3 separate regions of the Mus musculus genome follow, and all the other regions are linked to region 1. A link is a contact called in public Hi-C and Micro-C data. All regions are on one chromosome and are shown on one strand. The core of a region is the stretch at or near the end of the contact, and the rest is flanking DNA. Distances in the headings are between cores, read along the strand shown. Region 1 holds the start of 4930474M22Rik (RIKEN cDNA 4930474M22 gene). Region 2 overlaps Gm38551 (a long non-coding RNA gene). Region 3 overlaps Smoc2 (SPARC related modular calcium binding 2).

Region 1 (2,700 bases), core at 39-2,538:
CTGGCTTGAAGCCCAGAAGTTTGAAGGAATCTGGGAAGCTAAATTCTTCCTGGCCGGTGGCCATGTGAGATCAGGCAGTTCACTTGAATGTCTGAGAGAGAGAGAGAGAGAGAGAGAGAGAGAGAGAGAGAGAGAGAGAGAGACAGAGACAGAGACAGAGACAGACAGAGACAGAGACAGAGACAGAGAGAAGAGAGCGCCTTAGAGGAGGCGGACCATGGGGAACAGCCTCCCTCTTCATGATCAGCGGCTCCTGGGGCCCAGGGAGGCCTGAGAAGAGGAACACACTTGCTTTGGGTGGATCTATAGGTTGAAACTGAGTCTGAGACTTATCTACTGGGTTTTGACTTATCTACTTTGGAATTCTGCAACTCAAAAAAAGTTGGCTTTTTGGTTTTTGTTTGTTTGTTTGTTTGTTTACTTGTTTTTGAGACATGGCTTCTGTGTGTAGCCCTGGCTGTCCTGGAACTCACTCTGCAGACCAGGCTGGCCTTGAGCTCAGGGAGCCACTGCCTCTGCCTCCCGAGTGCTGGGACTTATTTATCGTTGATCCCTGCTATGCACATGTGAGGCTTATCTTCTTATCCAGGTTCAAGTGTACAGCTGGGGCCTTGATCCCACCAACAAGGCTCACCCTACAGATGCTCTCCTGTGTACACTGTAGACACAGTGAGACTTGGTTTTTTTTTTTTTTGTCATGGTAGGAATAACGGTGCCTGTGTGCCCACTTCCTCACAGTACAGGGTGATGGAGCTGTCCAGGTGGTACTTCAGTACTTAAACTCAGCTCTGGGTGTTCACAATCTCTCACTCTTATTTCTAAAAGAAACTTTATTTTAAAGTTTTTTTTTTTTGTTTTTCTAAAAACACTTGTTCCCATGCCGTCCTGACAGCGAGCTCCTGGCTGTCTCCTGTATGAAGCCTCCTTAGCATAAAGCCACCCTTCATCTTGTGCTTTCTTTGCTAAGGAAGGCATAAGGGGAGAAGGAACACTGAGGGGGAAGTGTCACATTTGCACAAGCTAAGGCAAAAGAAGTCAACTAAATTTCAACCTCCTGTCATGTACTATAGAAGTGACTGACTTGCCTTCTGAGTGTCTGACCCACAATAGTGCCTGCGAGCCCAGTCGCTGGGGGCTGTTGGCATCTGCTTGCTGTGTTTGCACTCTCACAGAGGAAAGTCCATCTAAACAGTGGAGTCCGCTGAGTCCAAAGTGATGGCATAGGTTCTTCACCTCAGGTGAGAGGTGGACGTCCTTCCGGCACAGTGTCAAGGTTTGACTCACAGCCTGACTTATCTGTATCTCAGAATGTACAGCTTTAAAAGAATTCCAAAGAAAACTGTCTAGTTATAACTGAAAAAAAATTTGATATCACCTCATCTATTTACGTGTCTCTTGCATACACAGTAGACAAATTATCACATTAAGGTAGAGAGCCTGGCACTTTAGATGCCTTTGGTGGATGCTGTTATTTCTTGACCTGAGCCCAGGTCTCAGGTCAGTGACCTTGAACTCAAGGCCTTGGGTGATTGAATAACCACAGTGCACACATTGCTGTGGTGTTCCTTGTTCTGAACACACAGGCTTATATTTGAAGGTGGCCGTATCAGGTAGTGCATCAGGGTAGGCACAGGTGTGAGGGTGGGGAAGGGGGGAGCCAGAGTCAGGGGGCACAGCAGCTTCCGCCTTCTGTCTGACATGCTTGCTCATCCTCTAGGCTGTCAGAGCCAGACCCCAGCCACACCCTGGAGGAGAGGGTTGTACATTGGTACTTCAAGCTGCTTGATAAGAACTCTAGTGGAGACATTGGCAAGAAGGAGATCAAACCCTTTAAGAGGTTCCTGCGAAAGAAATCCAAGCCCAAAAAGTGTGTGAAGAAGTTTGTGGAGTACTGCGACATGAACAATGACAAGTCCATCACCGTGCAGGAGCTCATGGGCTGCTTGGGTGTCACCAGAGAGGAGGGTAAAGCCAACACCAGGAAGCGCCACAGTAAGCCTTACTTACGTCACTACTCTGCACTTTAATCATGTTGGGGTTTTGTGTCGAAGGGGTTGCTTCCTGGATTTGACAGGATGCCTTACGGTCTGGTGTATAGGAGATACACGGTATGCCATTGGTTGTTGTCAACCACGTAGAAGTGACCACGGGTGGTCAGCATCTTGTCACCTGGCCAGGAGAGCAGCAAGTCTCAGGAACATAAGCTGAGTACAGCTCTAACCCCCAACCTGTTCCTGTTCTAATCACAATGGCTATCCGTTCAAACGTGACTTCCCTCCTGATTGTAGAACCATTGGCGGTAACTGGCCAGCACAGTTCATAGGCTCTACTGGAACATTCAGGCCAAGTCAAGGGCAGTGAAATAATCACCTCTAGGAGATCAGTTGTCCCAGTGGGCTTAGCTGGCTTAACACTTGGATTCTCTGTGGGGCTGGCCTAAGTCACCAGATGTAGCAGGAGTAGAGAGGGTTCCAGGATAGATAGATAGAGTCTGAGGTTCTCACATTTGATTCTATGATTTGGTGACTGGCTTCATCAACATGTTGGAGAGCATGTGTGGAACATGAGTGCAATTCTCCCTTTGTACCTCTGAGCCGTGTTGTTGTGGTCAGGACAGCATTAACGGTAATTGGCTGAAGGGACTTTAGATAGCGATCTTCAAAATAAAAAGCCATCTTCCCATAAATTAGCAAGAATCAC
Region 2 (2,700 bases), core at 140-2,639, 77 kb after region 1:
CAAAGCAAGCTGTTAAACAAAGAGATGCTAGTACAGATAGGAAGAACCCTTCCCTGAGCCCTGAGCAAAGTGTCCCAAAATCCACGCTAGGTTCTTCATGGCCACCCTTGCTGACGGCAGATGCAAGGAAGAGGATTAAAGAAACACCAGGAACAAGGTGGAAGCTGGAAACAGGCAGAAGGAAGGGCTAGCAGGATATAGGTAGAAGTCAAATGCACCAGAGGCCAGGAGGTAGTGGTCTGCCCCAAGTCTTGCAGTGTGCCCAATAAAGAGCTCCTAGTTTGGAGGGATATTCCTGGGCACAATAGAAATGAAACAGGCCAGACCAGTGTCAGCCTTAGGACTCAAAGGCAGGAGCAGGTTGTAGGAGAAAGAGTGTGCAGAGAGCCTGCAGCAGAGCGGAGAAGTGCCAGCTAGCACCAGAGCCCAGAGGTTTGTGGAGGGTCTCCCTCCGACCTCCCAGGATTAGAACATCAAAGGAAACTGTTAGCAGCACTGAAACCGGATCTCTGTCATCCACCCAGGCTATAAAAAGCCTCTGATAAATGGAGATAAGGATTCACATGTTAGTGTGGCTTTAAAAGGGGGCCAAGGTCCTATGTGTTTATTTCTTGCGACTTTAAGATGCTTTGACATGGGTGTATTAAAAGTGATGTGTGTTAATTTTATTTAAAGTTTTACGAAGTTTGGTGATCCTATCACATCACCCCGTCCCCATTAAATATGTCATACTTTATAGTTTAAAATTTTTCTTTTTAAATGCCGTGTTTATTCAGCTGCATAAATCACTATGGTTGTAAGTGGTCTTAAGAGCTCATTTTCAGCTACAACCTTTAAAAAGAGCCTCGTTGCTCTGAGCTTCTCAAGTGTGCTGGCACCGTGTGGAGCTGGGGCTCAGCCTTTATACCACTCTTAAAAATCATTGCCAGACACTTGTAGAGCCCAGCACACTGGGGACTCGACTAGACAGTTCCCGCCCCTCCCTGACCTGGGGGCCAATGGCTCTTTGCTAGACTTATTCTGGTGACAGTGTAGCCTCTGGCACACCTGTAACGACTCGCTGTCCTCACTGTTTCCAGAGAAGAGCCGCCAGAAACTTGTCATCGTAGCTTTCTACTGACATTGCTAAACACTTAGAATGTTAATAAAACAAAGAACGCTAGAGATGGGGGCGCGCTGGGGTGTTGAGGCCCCGTAGCAGCTCTGGGGGCACTCTGAAAGATCCTACAGGGAGGGGAAGAAAAGAGGCTGCCAGAGGCTGTTTGCTTTCATGGGCCCAAACATTCCCCTGGTTTAACTGAGATAAGCATCTTTAAATCTCTTAAAGTGTTTCTGCTGGTGCAAAGCTAAATGTCATCACGCCTTTCCTCACGCACTGCTGCGGCCTGGTTCTCATCAGCGAAAGAAGAAACCGATGGAAGGAGCCTGTGCTCGCCCCAGCTTCAAGCAGGAAGTCTTTACAGGAGGAACGCGTGGCCCAGGCATCAGTCCATGGTCGTCTGGTGTCACCCCTGCCTTTTCTCTGTGTCTATCAGTCTTTCATCACTGGTCCTCCAGGCAGGTCTCAGTCACTTTCCCATGTATCTCCATGCGTGCTCTTCAACAGACAACCTCACGGGCACTTTCTCTGTGCCCAGGAGAAGCCTGTAGCAGGATAAGTCCCTGACTTCCTTCAGATTCCAGCTAGAGTTTTGCCTTTTCCATAGTCAGCCATGTGCACTTTCCTCCCCCACATGCCCAGCCAGCCACTGCAGGTACCATGGTGTGAACCTTGTGAGTGATCACCACCAGCAGGGTAGCCTCAGAGATGCAGCGCGCGGCAGCCTCGCGGACAGAACTGCTGGGGGCTTGGCTAGCTCTCCTGTTTGTGTGGCCTGCACTGGTGTGGCCCAGCCACTGAGCTGGTGCCGGCTGCACGTGGCCAAAATGAGGCCACAGACTGAAATACTCAGAGCAGTGTGGTCACAGCGAGGACGGCAGAAAGACAGGCTGGTGTAACCGTCCGTGTTGTCAGGATGTGCCCAGCCTCAAAGCCATGCACAAGGCGAAATGAGTCCCATATGCTTAAAATGTGATGCACTTCCTCAGGTCACAAACAGGAGTGACCCCTCCCTCTGCTCTTTCTATAATCTGATGTAATATTCCAGTCTCCATAGGGGGAGCATGAGGGGACAAGGGCACAAGCTACTGGACCCTGCCATTGCTGGCCAGCTAAGTGGTGCTGGAAACCAAACCCAGTAACAGCAACATGTGCACTTGACTATTGAGCCATCTATCCAGGCCAAGTTATTTTTTAAGTTAAAATATAATTATATAGTTTTCCTCCTTTAACCCATCCCCATGCATCCCCCACCATCCTCTCTTGATTTCATGCCTCTCTCTTCTCTCACGACATTTACATATATATGTACATATGTATATATATAAACATATATATGTACATATATATACACACACACACAAGCTATGTGTATACATACACACACACACCCTGCTCAGCTCATATAATGTCACTTGCATGTATATGACACATGATTTGGGGGCTGACCACATGGCATTGGATAACCAATCAGGGAAGATTATTCTTCCCATTCACTGCATCCTTTACTTGCCTTTCATTCTTTGGTTCGGGTTGGGACCCCGAGAGATTTCCCTGTTTCATATTAATGTGCGTCTTGGTGTTGCTGCAGTTCAGGTCTT
Region 3 (2,700 bases), core at 197-2,696, 90 kb before region 1:
AGTCACCCATTTACTTCTGATTTTAATTCTGCAGAATGCAAGGCAGCCTTGGGAATACTCACCAGACCCACGCTTTTCCTTATATATAACTGATCTCCCCAGTCCCAGTAAGAAAATGTCTCTTGTGTGAAGAGGCAGGGGACACACGATTGCTGGTTGTCTTTAGATGTCTAGCTTGCTTACAGTTTAATGTTCTTTTCCTAATGCAAGCTTTACTCTTGGTCCACCACTGATTCCATGCACCGGGGTGCCAAGCATATTGCTGTATGCTTTCAGTGGGCCTTAAGTGCTTCACAAGTTAAAGGTGGGAAAAATAAGGTGGATGAAAAATGAATGACTTCAAAAGAAAACCGGATGAGAAGTCCATTGAAGAAATCTGCAACATTTAGGAGAACAGAGAAGAAAGTCTGAGTGACTCACAGACCAATCTCTCTGACAGGTTTTAGCTACTGAGAATTTTTCAAGCTTTCATCTATGGAGTGTGTGTGTGTGTGTATATATATATGCCTGTATGTATGTGTGCTGTAAATATATGTGTGTATGTATATATTTATATATGTGTGCATTTGTATGTTGTGAATATATGTGTATCTGTGTATTGTGCATATATGTGTATATGTATGTATATATGTGCCTATATGTTTGTGTGTTGTGAATATATGTGTGTATGTATGTATATATGTGTATGTGTGTTATGAATATATGTGTGTATGTATGTGCATGTGTGTGTTTATGTGTCGTAAATATATGTGTTTATATATTGTATTGTACATATATGTATATATGTATGTATGTATGTATATATGTGCCTGTATGTACATGTGTTATGCATATATGTTTGTGTTTTGAATATAAGTGTGTATATGTATGTGTGTTTTGTGTGTTGTTCATATTTGTGTGTATGTATGTACATATGTGCTTGTGTGTGTGATATTCCATATAGTGATCAGAAAACTGGGACCCTATTCTAAATTTACATTTTAAAATATTGTTTGACAATGTAAGACAGAACTGTTCAGTGTTTTACACGACGTGAATTAGTATACTTCTGACGTCTGCAGATATAATAGTGATTGTCATTGCTACCTTTTTTTGCTTTGTACTGGATCAAGCCCTGTGCATCCTGGGCAGCCACTGCCTCGGAGGCTCCACAGCCTCAGCCTCTGCTGCCTTCTTGGGTGAAGCTTTGGTATTGGAGACTTTGCTTTCCTCAGTCTTATTTTGCTATTTTGATTAATATTTCGGTGGCTGATGATGCACATGTGTATTTCTGTACAGTTCTAAGCTTTACTCCATGCAGTTTGGAAGTGGAATTGCTTGGCGGAGAGGTATTGGCATGACATTGGCTTCAGCACACACTGTAAATCAGCCTGGGTTTCTGTGTTGTCAAACACCGGGGCTCAGGCGCAAGGCACCACTGAGTGCTCAGAACCAGAGAGTTTGTTTTCCTTGGTTTCTGGTCTGCACATCTGCGTTCGTTACAGACTTCAGCATGTGATGCTGCTGCTGACTGCAGATCTTTAACCGACGTTGAGCTAAGTTAGAATCCTTCTGAGTCCCAATTAAGGCTGGTTAGCTCGAAGTCTGCAGTATGTGCGGCTTCATTTTCCTGTGGGCCTGCACTTTTCAAGTCTTGGTGTCAATGAGGAACAGATGGGCCCAGATGCAGGAGGATTCCTTCCTGGGGAAGCTGGTGCCCACTGCTTAAATGGATAGCCATTGTGGGCTGGACATTTAAGGTCACTCTCCACAGCCCTGGGTGGGATTCGCTGCTCTCTCTGACTTCACTGCTGTCTCCTCCCATCATTCTGTGGAAGCATGGCTGGAGCTGAAGCACCGAAGGTGTATAGATAAACGTTGTTGTTGTTGTTGTTGCTGTAATTTCTCTGATATTCTGAGAGAGCTGATAGTACGTGGGGCACCTTGTGAGTGAGAGACAGAGTCCTGGCTCTTTGCTTTGTGACCTCTCAAGTCCTAAGAATAAGTAGCATGTGCCCCTCTCTCCTGAGTCTGCGAGCACTTGCTGGTGTCTGCTGGGAGAGCAGCATGGTGGGAGTAGGAGTGGTATGTGTGTGTGTGTGTGTGTCTGTGTGTACATGTTAATGCATGTACGTGTGTGAGAGCATTGTGTGAAAAAGTGTGTGATGTGAGTGTATGTCTTTGTGTATGTCACTGTTTGAGAGAGACCATGTCTGTGGGCATGTGTGTATGTGTGTGCACATGTGCGTGCATGTGTATGAATGTGTGACGGCAACATGTTCATGAGTGTGTGCAAGTTAATGTGTCATGGGATTTGGGGGGTTAGCTTTCTATCCAGTTGCTTCTTGGTGTTGTCCATGGGAAAAGGAACAGCTGTGGAGTGTGGTGTGTGGTCCAGCTGTTCTCTTATCTTACATGCGATAGCAAGGGCCCTGAACTGCACACATTGTCTGCTCTTAGCTGGTCCTGCTTTAGAGAGAGTGGTTCTGCTACTTATTAGTGCTTTAAGATGCAATATCTGAGTTTTATTTATGAGACATGGCTAGACTGTATGTTGGTACATTTAAATATATTTAAAAGGGCATTTCTACATAATAAAGAAATGAAAGAAGCTGTAGTCTGGAGAAGATGGTGGAGGAACTCTAGGTTTCCTTCCTCCTAGACATCAACTGCCCGGTTCTCAGAACCTGCCTTGCTCAGGTTCTGTCTTACTCCATGGAA

Evidence for each region. A called contact is a pair of places that touch in the nucleus more often than the background predicts.
Region 2: a Hi-C map of uterus shows a contact between it and region 1. The contact joins the enhancer-like site here to the promoter of 4930474M22Rik in region 1. A contact is called at or near these places in 1 of 484 Hi-C or Micro-C datasets (uterus) and 2 of 9 other capture datasets (liver and pancreatic islet).
Region 3: a Micro-C map of palatal mesenchyme shows a contact between it and region 1, with 1.6 times the contacts expected there. The contact joins the enhancer-like site here to the promoter of 4930474M22Rik in region 1. A contact is called at or near these places in 1 of 15 datasets of contacts at CTCF or cohesin (the NIH/3T3 cell line), 8 of 484 Hi-C or Micro-C datasets (the 3T3-L1 cell line, the C2C12 cell line, cumulus cells and 5 more) and 2 of 9 other capture datasets (adipose tissue and pancreatic islet).

What each region holds. Positions count from the first base shown.
Region 1 is chr17:14,397,654-14,400,353 of GRCm38.p6, forward strand. It overlaps 4930474M22Rik (RIKEN cDNA 4930474M22 gene), which reads right to left and starts at 1,289. Exons shown (of 3, transcript NR_027986.1): 1 at 1,086-1,289. Smoc2 (SPARC related modular calcium binding 2) reads left to right here. Exons shown (of 13, transcript NM_022315.2): 11 at 1,718-1,992.
Region 2 is chr17:14,475,037-14,477,736 of GRCm38.p6, forward strand. The region is part of intron 1 of Gm38551 (a long non-coding RNA gene); the gene reads left to right. Among named protein-coding and RNA genes, the nearest start is that of Gm38551, 26 kb to the left of the region's middle. Within about 2 kb of position 1,390, at least 31 of the 459 cell types and tissues checked have an H3K27ac peak or open chromatin away from gene starts, as enhancers often do. A contact at or near this core is called in uterus, where this site is marked.
Region 3 is chr17:14,307,710-14,310,409 of GRCm38.p6, forward strand. The region is part of intron 1 of Smoc2 (SPARC related modular calcium binding 2); the gene reads left to right. Among named protein-coding and RNA genes, the nearest start is that of Gm52280, 29 kb to the left of the region's middle. Within about 2 kb of position 1,447, at least 15 of the 459 cell types and tissues checked have an H3K27ac peak or open chromatin away from gene starts, as enhancers often do. A contact at or near this core is called in palatal mesenchyme and uterus, where this site is marked.